Linked DNA regions of Gossypium arboreum: region 1 is linked to region 2. A link is a contact called in public Hi-C data. All regions are on one chromosome and are shown on one strand. The core of a region is the stretch at or near the end of the contact, and the rest is flanking DNA. Distances in the headings are between cores, read along the strand shown.

Region 1 (3,812 bases), core at 376-2,875, 550 kb before region 2:
AAAATTAAAGTCCATAGTCCAAAAGTCCACAAAAACACAACCTACAATCCAAATAGTTAAAAGTCCAATAAATATCAGTGATGTAAAATTTTCCGAGAGGCTCCACCAAGAGCTGATCCAAGTCCTATGTTTGAGTGTTACTTGAAAAGTTGAAACACTAATGGGGTGAGCTTTTTTTTTAGCCAGTCTGAGATTAACTCAAACTCATTCACAACATAAAACATATACTATACAAAGTCATAAAATCACATATCTCAATATTTCATAAGCATATCACGCATGATGATGTCAATGCATAATTCATAAAACAATGTAGATTTTAGTAAAAATGATCCTCCCCATATCCGCTACACACCATAATCGAGTTTACCCAGAACTCGACCAAACAACACACCAAATTGTGAACAGTGTCATAGTAACGTAGATAAACTGCCATATAATTAGAATCATGAATTGTGTCACATCAATGCAGATAAACTACCATATACTTCCATCTTTCAGGCATCCCACCCCATGCATGTGATATGGCCAAAACACTTAAAATCATATAGGCATGTTTAGCATGCAAATCACATATGTACTCAAGGTACCAAATTTTCACATCTTATTTTCATACGACTATCACATATTTCATATAATCACATAACATGAAAATGAAATATGCATATTTTTCATATTATTAGCAAACATCAATATCACACAACATACATTTCATAAGTATACGGTTTAAGAAAAACACTTACTTAATAGAAATTCATAAGGATGACTTATCTCACTTTATGGATACATATAGTATCCCCATCAAACAACATTATTTTAATTGCAACATTTTTATCAATATAATAATATTCTTAATTAAGTTAGTGTTAAAACTCACACTTGATCCGATGTGTAATTAATCTCCTAGAACACCCAGTCAAGGATCTACAATTAGATTTCCTAATCAAACAACAAATGGCGATCTTGAGTTAAGACTATCATCTTTAAGGTTAATACAACAAATCGATTATCAATTATTATTAACACTTATCCTTAAAAAATCTCTCAGATTAGCGATTTAATCCCAACGGCTAACGGCCTCTCAAGTTGATGTCGAGTGACCCCTCTACACATAATATGTATGAAATATTAATCATTATGAAAATAAATCACTAAGGTCCTCCCTTAAGTTATCGGCCATGGGAAAATAATAGAGAGGAGAAACTATTTCTACACTCCTTTAATACTTACTCTAACATGAACGAAACGGATGATCAATGAAACGATTTGATCACGAATCAAAGGAGAAGAAATGATCTAAGAAGTGGATTTATTCGAAAATAAATCCAAGGAAAGGTAAAGTTCAAATTAGGATTTAAATAAAATAAAATAAAATAAAAATAATGAGTATTTGAAATGAATAAGAAAACAAGAAGAGATCTCCACCGTCGGTGATGGTGCTACGGTGGTGACGGCGACAATGATCCTTGATAAAGGCACAGTTCTGGTGGAGGGGAAAGAAAAGAGGTGGGTTCGATCACTTCTTTTAAAAAAGAGAGAATAGAATAAAAAAATAAGAAAAAGATAAAATGCACAGTGGTGCACGGTGGGTGTTATGGTGGAGGAGGCGACGCTTGCAGAGAAAAGGGAAGGGAAGATGCGGCAAGGCAGTGGCTTGACGATGAGGTGGTGGTGGTGCAAGGCTAGCTACGGTGGAGGAGAAGAGAAAAGAAAATAAAAAGAAAAATGAAGGGTAACCAAAAAGAGAGAAAAAAATGAAAAAGGGAGAGGTTGGGGATGAGCTAATGGTGGGATAGTAATGAGAGGAAGGGTATGCCAAATTGGGTGAGAAGGATTATGGTCAACCATGGCTAGGTTCATTGAACCTCACACAAGGCATTTGTAAAGAGAAAAGGGAAGAGAAGGAGACAAGGGAGTGAAAAAGAGGATTATGTTTGGTTAAACATGGAATGTTGACTAACAAAAGATGGAAAAAAAACTCCCTAAGCAAGGCATGTATGGGTGGACGGCAAAGGTGTTTTTAGGACTTAGGAATTTCACCAAAAAAATTAATTAAAAATATGTTAAATTGGTGACTTAAACTTAGGACCTCTAAGATAACTTTAGAGCACTCAACCACTAGGCCAATCATTTGTTTTTAACTTAGAACATAGTAAGTAAAATATATGGCATATGACTAATTCATTTAAATTATTCGAATTTTGGGGCCCAACTTATATTTTAATGATTCATTAGGCAATAGCTTATGAAAAGTTCATGCAGAGATTACTCTCCCTCATTTTAAAGCTTTATTTCTAAACTTTTCAAAGCATGCATATACATATATTTATCATTTATGGCACTTATTTTCTATTGGATCCATCCATTCCATTGTAATTTCCTTAACTAGGGCATATACTTTTAGAGTACCTTATCAATTTAAATTCTCATTTGCTTAGCTATACATTTACCTTATTTTCATCCATTTTAGTAATAAAACATTTAGTTCTTGACCTTAACTTTTGCTTTTATCCATCTATAGTCACATTTAAAATTAATTATCAACATTTAATCCATTATCGCCTATAATAAACTCTAGTAAAACTGACTCGCATATACAAGACTCCTTCACCACACCAATGAGCACTAAAGTGCTAAACTGTAAAATAGCGTAAAACATCCCTCCACCACACTAAAGAGCTAATAAGACCATAAACTACACCACACCATAATGCAAATAAGTGCAAGGCCCAAAGGTGATAAAAAGTGCACATAAGCGTGAAACCTATGACAAAACTCTAACACGCTATAGCCCTTAATTGGCATGTCAATTGTATGTTAACATTTTACTAAGTCTAGTAAGGCACATTATGATATTTACTCATATCATATATCCATATAAATCGTCACTACACTTATTTATTTTTTATAATCATTTCCACAATGGGTCATTATGACATAATATGTCTATATTTAGCAAAATTTAATCTTTCAAAACAGAATTTCCTACTTGAGTAGCTGTCAATAAATTATTTATTTGTCAATCCAAAAAATTCAAAATAAAAATCTGTTTGATATTTTAAAAATTATACTCTTGAACCTTTCAACCACAAAATTTCCAAAATTTATGCTTTTACACATGCTAGCAAAATTTAAAGGTTAGGGCAGAGTTGCTGGCCTACTACCAAACAACTGTGACCTCTCTTCATTCAAAAATAATTTAATTTTAAACTATAATTTATAAAAATTCACCATTTATTTTATTAGAAACTATACTTAATAAGAGTTTTATAAATATAAGGCTTGTGTTCTAATTCATTTTATACAATTCTTAACAAATTTTCAAAGTCGAAACAAAGGATGCTACTAACAAATTCAACCTTCCCTCATAGTTATCTCTTATTGTATAATTTGGATGCAAGTTCTGTTTGTTCCAATGAAAACTAGACTCTATAAGATTTAAAACCATATGTGGCTTAACTTCTAATTCAATTTCTTCATTTTTGGTGAATTTTCGAAGTCACACTACTATTGCTGTCCAAAATTGTTTTAGTACAAATGTTGATAACCAAATTATTCAAGTCACATATTAAACACATTCACCCAAAAATACATTTCATATTTATTTATATAATAAATCACATGTTTATTACACTATTTTCATATTAATAACTTAAATTTATTATTATCCTAAACATTTTAGCATAAGAAAAATAAGAATATCCAATGATACTTACCTCTTGGATGCCTAAATACTGAAAATCAAGTTTCCAAATACTTGTTTGCATTTTCTCAATTCTCATACAAAAAATATATCAAAATATTAATAGCAA
Region 2 (3,458 bases), core at 30-2,529:
CACGTGCTTTCTTAAACTGCTCATAAAAACCATATTTTGGCTTTTCTATATAGAAATCCAACAATAGCTTCCATAGAATGAATAATCGATCCAGATGCTAAAAACAACAATGCTTTCGGATAAGCATGAGTAATCAAATGAAATATAATGGCTCGATAAAGACCCCATACCTAGAGCTAACATCATATAGCTCAGCTGAGACATTATAGAATAGGCTAATCCCCTCTTAATATCTTTTTGGGCTGGCTAAAGTAGCCCCTAATAATACCATTATTATACCTATCAAAGATATTAGATTCATTATGTAAGGTATAACTATTAAAAGAGGAAGAATGCAGGCTACAAGAAAAATTCTCGCAACTACCATAGTGGCAACATGTATAAGAGCCGAAATAGGAGTAGACCCCTCCATGGGATCAAGTAACCATGCATGAAGAGGAAATTGCGCAGATTTAGCAACTGTGTCGGAAAATAATAAAGAGACACATAAAGTAACAAATAAAAAATAAATCTCATTAATATAAATCAAGTTATTAAATATTTCAAACAAATCTTGAAATTTGAAACTTCTTGTCATCGAATAAAAACCTAAGATTTCTAATAATAAACCAAAATCGCCTATGTGATTAGTTACAAACGCTTTTTGACAAGTGTTTACTGCACGGGTCGTGTAAACCAAGAACCTATTAATAAATAAGAGCACATTCCAACTAATTCCCCAAAAATATAAATTTGTATCAAATTTGAACTAGTAACTAATCCCAACATTGAAGTATTGAACAAACTCATATAAGCAAAAAATCTCAAATATCCTTAATCATGAGACATAATTGTCATTATAAATAAGAACAAAAATTCCAACAGTAGTAATTAATATTGATATAATAGAGGTCAGTGAATCAATAAAGTAACCAAACTCAAAAAAATATCAATATGTATGGTCCAAGACCATACATATTGATAGATAGAACTTCCAATTATTTGCTGAATAAACATATTGGCCGAAAAGAATCATAATTATATTTAAAAATAAAATATTGAAAAAAGCCCACATACTAAATTTTTTTGTTGCCATCAGAAAAAATTGGGAGTCCCAAGAAACCATATATGTATTTTGAAAAGAAAACTCAAACAAGTATGCATGCAATTTGTGTACGGCGGAGCCGCCCAACTAGCAACCAGCTCACGCCATTGCTCCACGAGAACACCACAGGATGCCAGACCCTCCCCTCAACGAGAACCCCACTGATGGTATCCGACCAGGAGTCCTAGAGCTGTCACCTCTAGATCCACTCAAAACCACCACAAAGCTACGAGAGGTTTATTTTCCAGAGAGGGATTTGGAAGGAAGAAAGGGGGAGAAAAATGGAGGGGGAGGGTCGGCCAGCAAAACAGCCGGCTGCCAAGGGGAAAGCAAGGTTTTAGACTTTGAAGGCTAAACGGCACTGCGATAGACCCAAACTTTCTTTTAGCCACTCAATTCTCTCTGTAACTATTATATAAATTCAGCATGATTAAAAACAGTTTAACGGATTCACTTACAGAAGCCTCCTCCGAAACTAAACTTGTTCATCCACATGTTTGTACAAAAAGAAAAGAAAGAAAATGGCCAATCTTGTTTACTCCATTAAAACAACAGAAAATCCGACTGAAGAGGAACTAGCAGCAAAAGCTTGTTAGCAGCTAAGCAATAAACAGCGTCAGACTCAGAAAAATAGGAAAAAACCTTCTTTGACATGCCATTGCTGCCCGAAACAGAAATAAGGGGGATTGAAATTAAGCAGTAGCAGTCAGGCAAGGGTAAAAGGCAGTGCCACATGCTATCCACTGTCGCTTTCTTCCCCGTGGTAGAACACATCCAGGAACCTTCATCCACTCCCTGCTCATCACATTGTATGTAACTAGTCGGTTCATTTGTCGTGATCTCAACGACAACATGAACAAACCTTTGTTGCCCAAGCAACTCATTCTAACGTGCTTCCCGTAAAACTCTAAGCACCATATGTTTGGCATTCTGTCCACCTCCTTCCACAAGAGCGTCATCTTCTGCAGCTCCCATATGCAAACGCAAGTGGCGGCATTTTTTGTCAGCAATCCCACAAGCATGATCCTGCCCTCACACTCAGCAAGTGTGTGGTCACTCAGATGTATTGGGGCTGGGATTATAAATTGCTTCCATACCCCAGAAACCATGTTGTAGGACACAATCCCTTCAGGGTCTGACTGCATGAAGTAAAGTGTGCTATCAATGGAAATTGCTTGTGACCGAAAGTTCAGTGATAGTGGCAGCTTAATGTTCGAGGGCATGCTTCCGGGTCGGCTCCATGAATTCTTCACTGATTCATAAACTTCATACTCTCCATCACACCCCACCCACAGGATCTTGTAGCCTTCATTGGTTGAATTTCCATTCAGAGTCATTCCCACAGCAACACGTGACCACACTTTAACTGACCTTGCTGGCAACTCTTTAAATGACTGAGTCAAAGGGTTGCAGACATAAAAGTTTCTATGACCAATATCAAGAAAGCAAACTAGACCACCTACAGCAGCAACTGGCAGAGCAATCATCTTTGCTGGAAGAAAAGAGATTGTCGGGTGGTGCCATTTCTTGGTTGAAGGGTCATACATGGCTCCAACATTCATATTTTCATGAGTAATGGTATAAAACCAGGGATTGGCTAGTGGGATTTCAGCACAATGATGAGAGAAACTTTGTGATTCCAGCAAGGAATTCCATTTACGACAAACAGAGCGAAAGCGGAAAAATGTGGCAATGGGAAGTCTAGCAATAACAGCTTCAAAAAGGTCTTCAGGGAATTCTTTCCAAATTTCTTGATCCATAACCTCTGATGCAGGGGTACTTCCAGGTAATTTCCCTCGGTTCCGCTCCTTTCGTGATCTCTTGCTTGGTGGAGGCTTGAAAGGTTCCAACATCTTACAGTTTCCAGATTTCCCTGCAGCCATTACAAGACTGTAGTAATCCTCAGCAGAAGTATCATTGATATTCGGAAAACACCACCTGCATGAAAGCTAACAAGTTATCATGTTTGCAACTTTCTAATTAAACTTGAAATAACCTGAATGATTAGTAGATAACTATCAATGAAATTTAGATTATTCAGATTAAATACGTTGAAGTTTAAAACACAAGTGCCAGAAACAACATTGAGTGCATCCAAATTAACATGGTACAGATCAAGAGTTACTGTGATCTGTTTAATTCAGCAGGCCTAAAGAGAGAGTTGATAAATTTTTCTCACCATCTCATCAATCAATAGTTGCAGAAAACAAAACTATTTACCAGTTTTACCTTTAGCTAATAAGTTTATATATAAAATTAAATTAGAACTGAAAAGGAGATCTCAGATTATCTGTATCCAAGGATAGTGGTAGTGTAATTAACATTGGCATTCACCAGAGAAAGAAATAAAAACGAGACTGTCTAGCAACATTTA

The links. Hi-C and Micro-C count contacts between places; a contact is called where the count stands out from the background.
Region 1: a Hi-C map of leaf shows a contact between it and region 2, with 2.9 times the contacts expected there. The contact joins two enhancer-like sites. A contact is called at or near these places in 2 of 5 Hi-C or Micro-C datasets (both in leaf).

The regions. Positions count from the first base shown.
Region 1 is chr2:67,670,449-67,674,260 of ASM2569848v2, reverse strand. No RefSeq gene overlaps it. Among protein-coding and RNA genes, the nearest start is that of TRNAS-UGA, 3.4 kb to the right of the region's middle. Within about 2 kb of position 1,625, at least 2 of the 2 cell types and tissues checked have an H3K27ac peak or open chromatin away from gene starts, as enhancers often do. A contact at or near this core is called in leaf, where this site is marked.
Region 2 is chr2:67,116,737-67,120,194 of ASM2569848v2, reverse strand. LOC108467312 (F-box only protein 6) reads right to left here. Exons shown (of 2, transcript XM_017767937.2): 2 at 1,463-3,022. The coding sequence ends at 1,777. Among protein-coding and RNA genes, the nearest start is that of LOC108467312, 4.9 kb to the right of the region's middle. Within about 2 kb of position 1,279, at least 2 of the 2 cell types and tissues checked have an H3K27ac peak or open chromatin away from gene starts, as enhancers often do. A contact at or near this core is called in leaf, where this site is marked.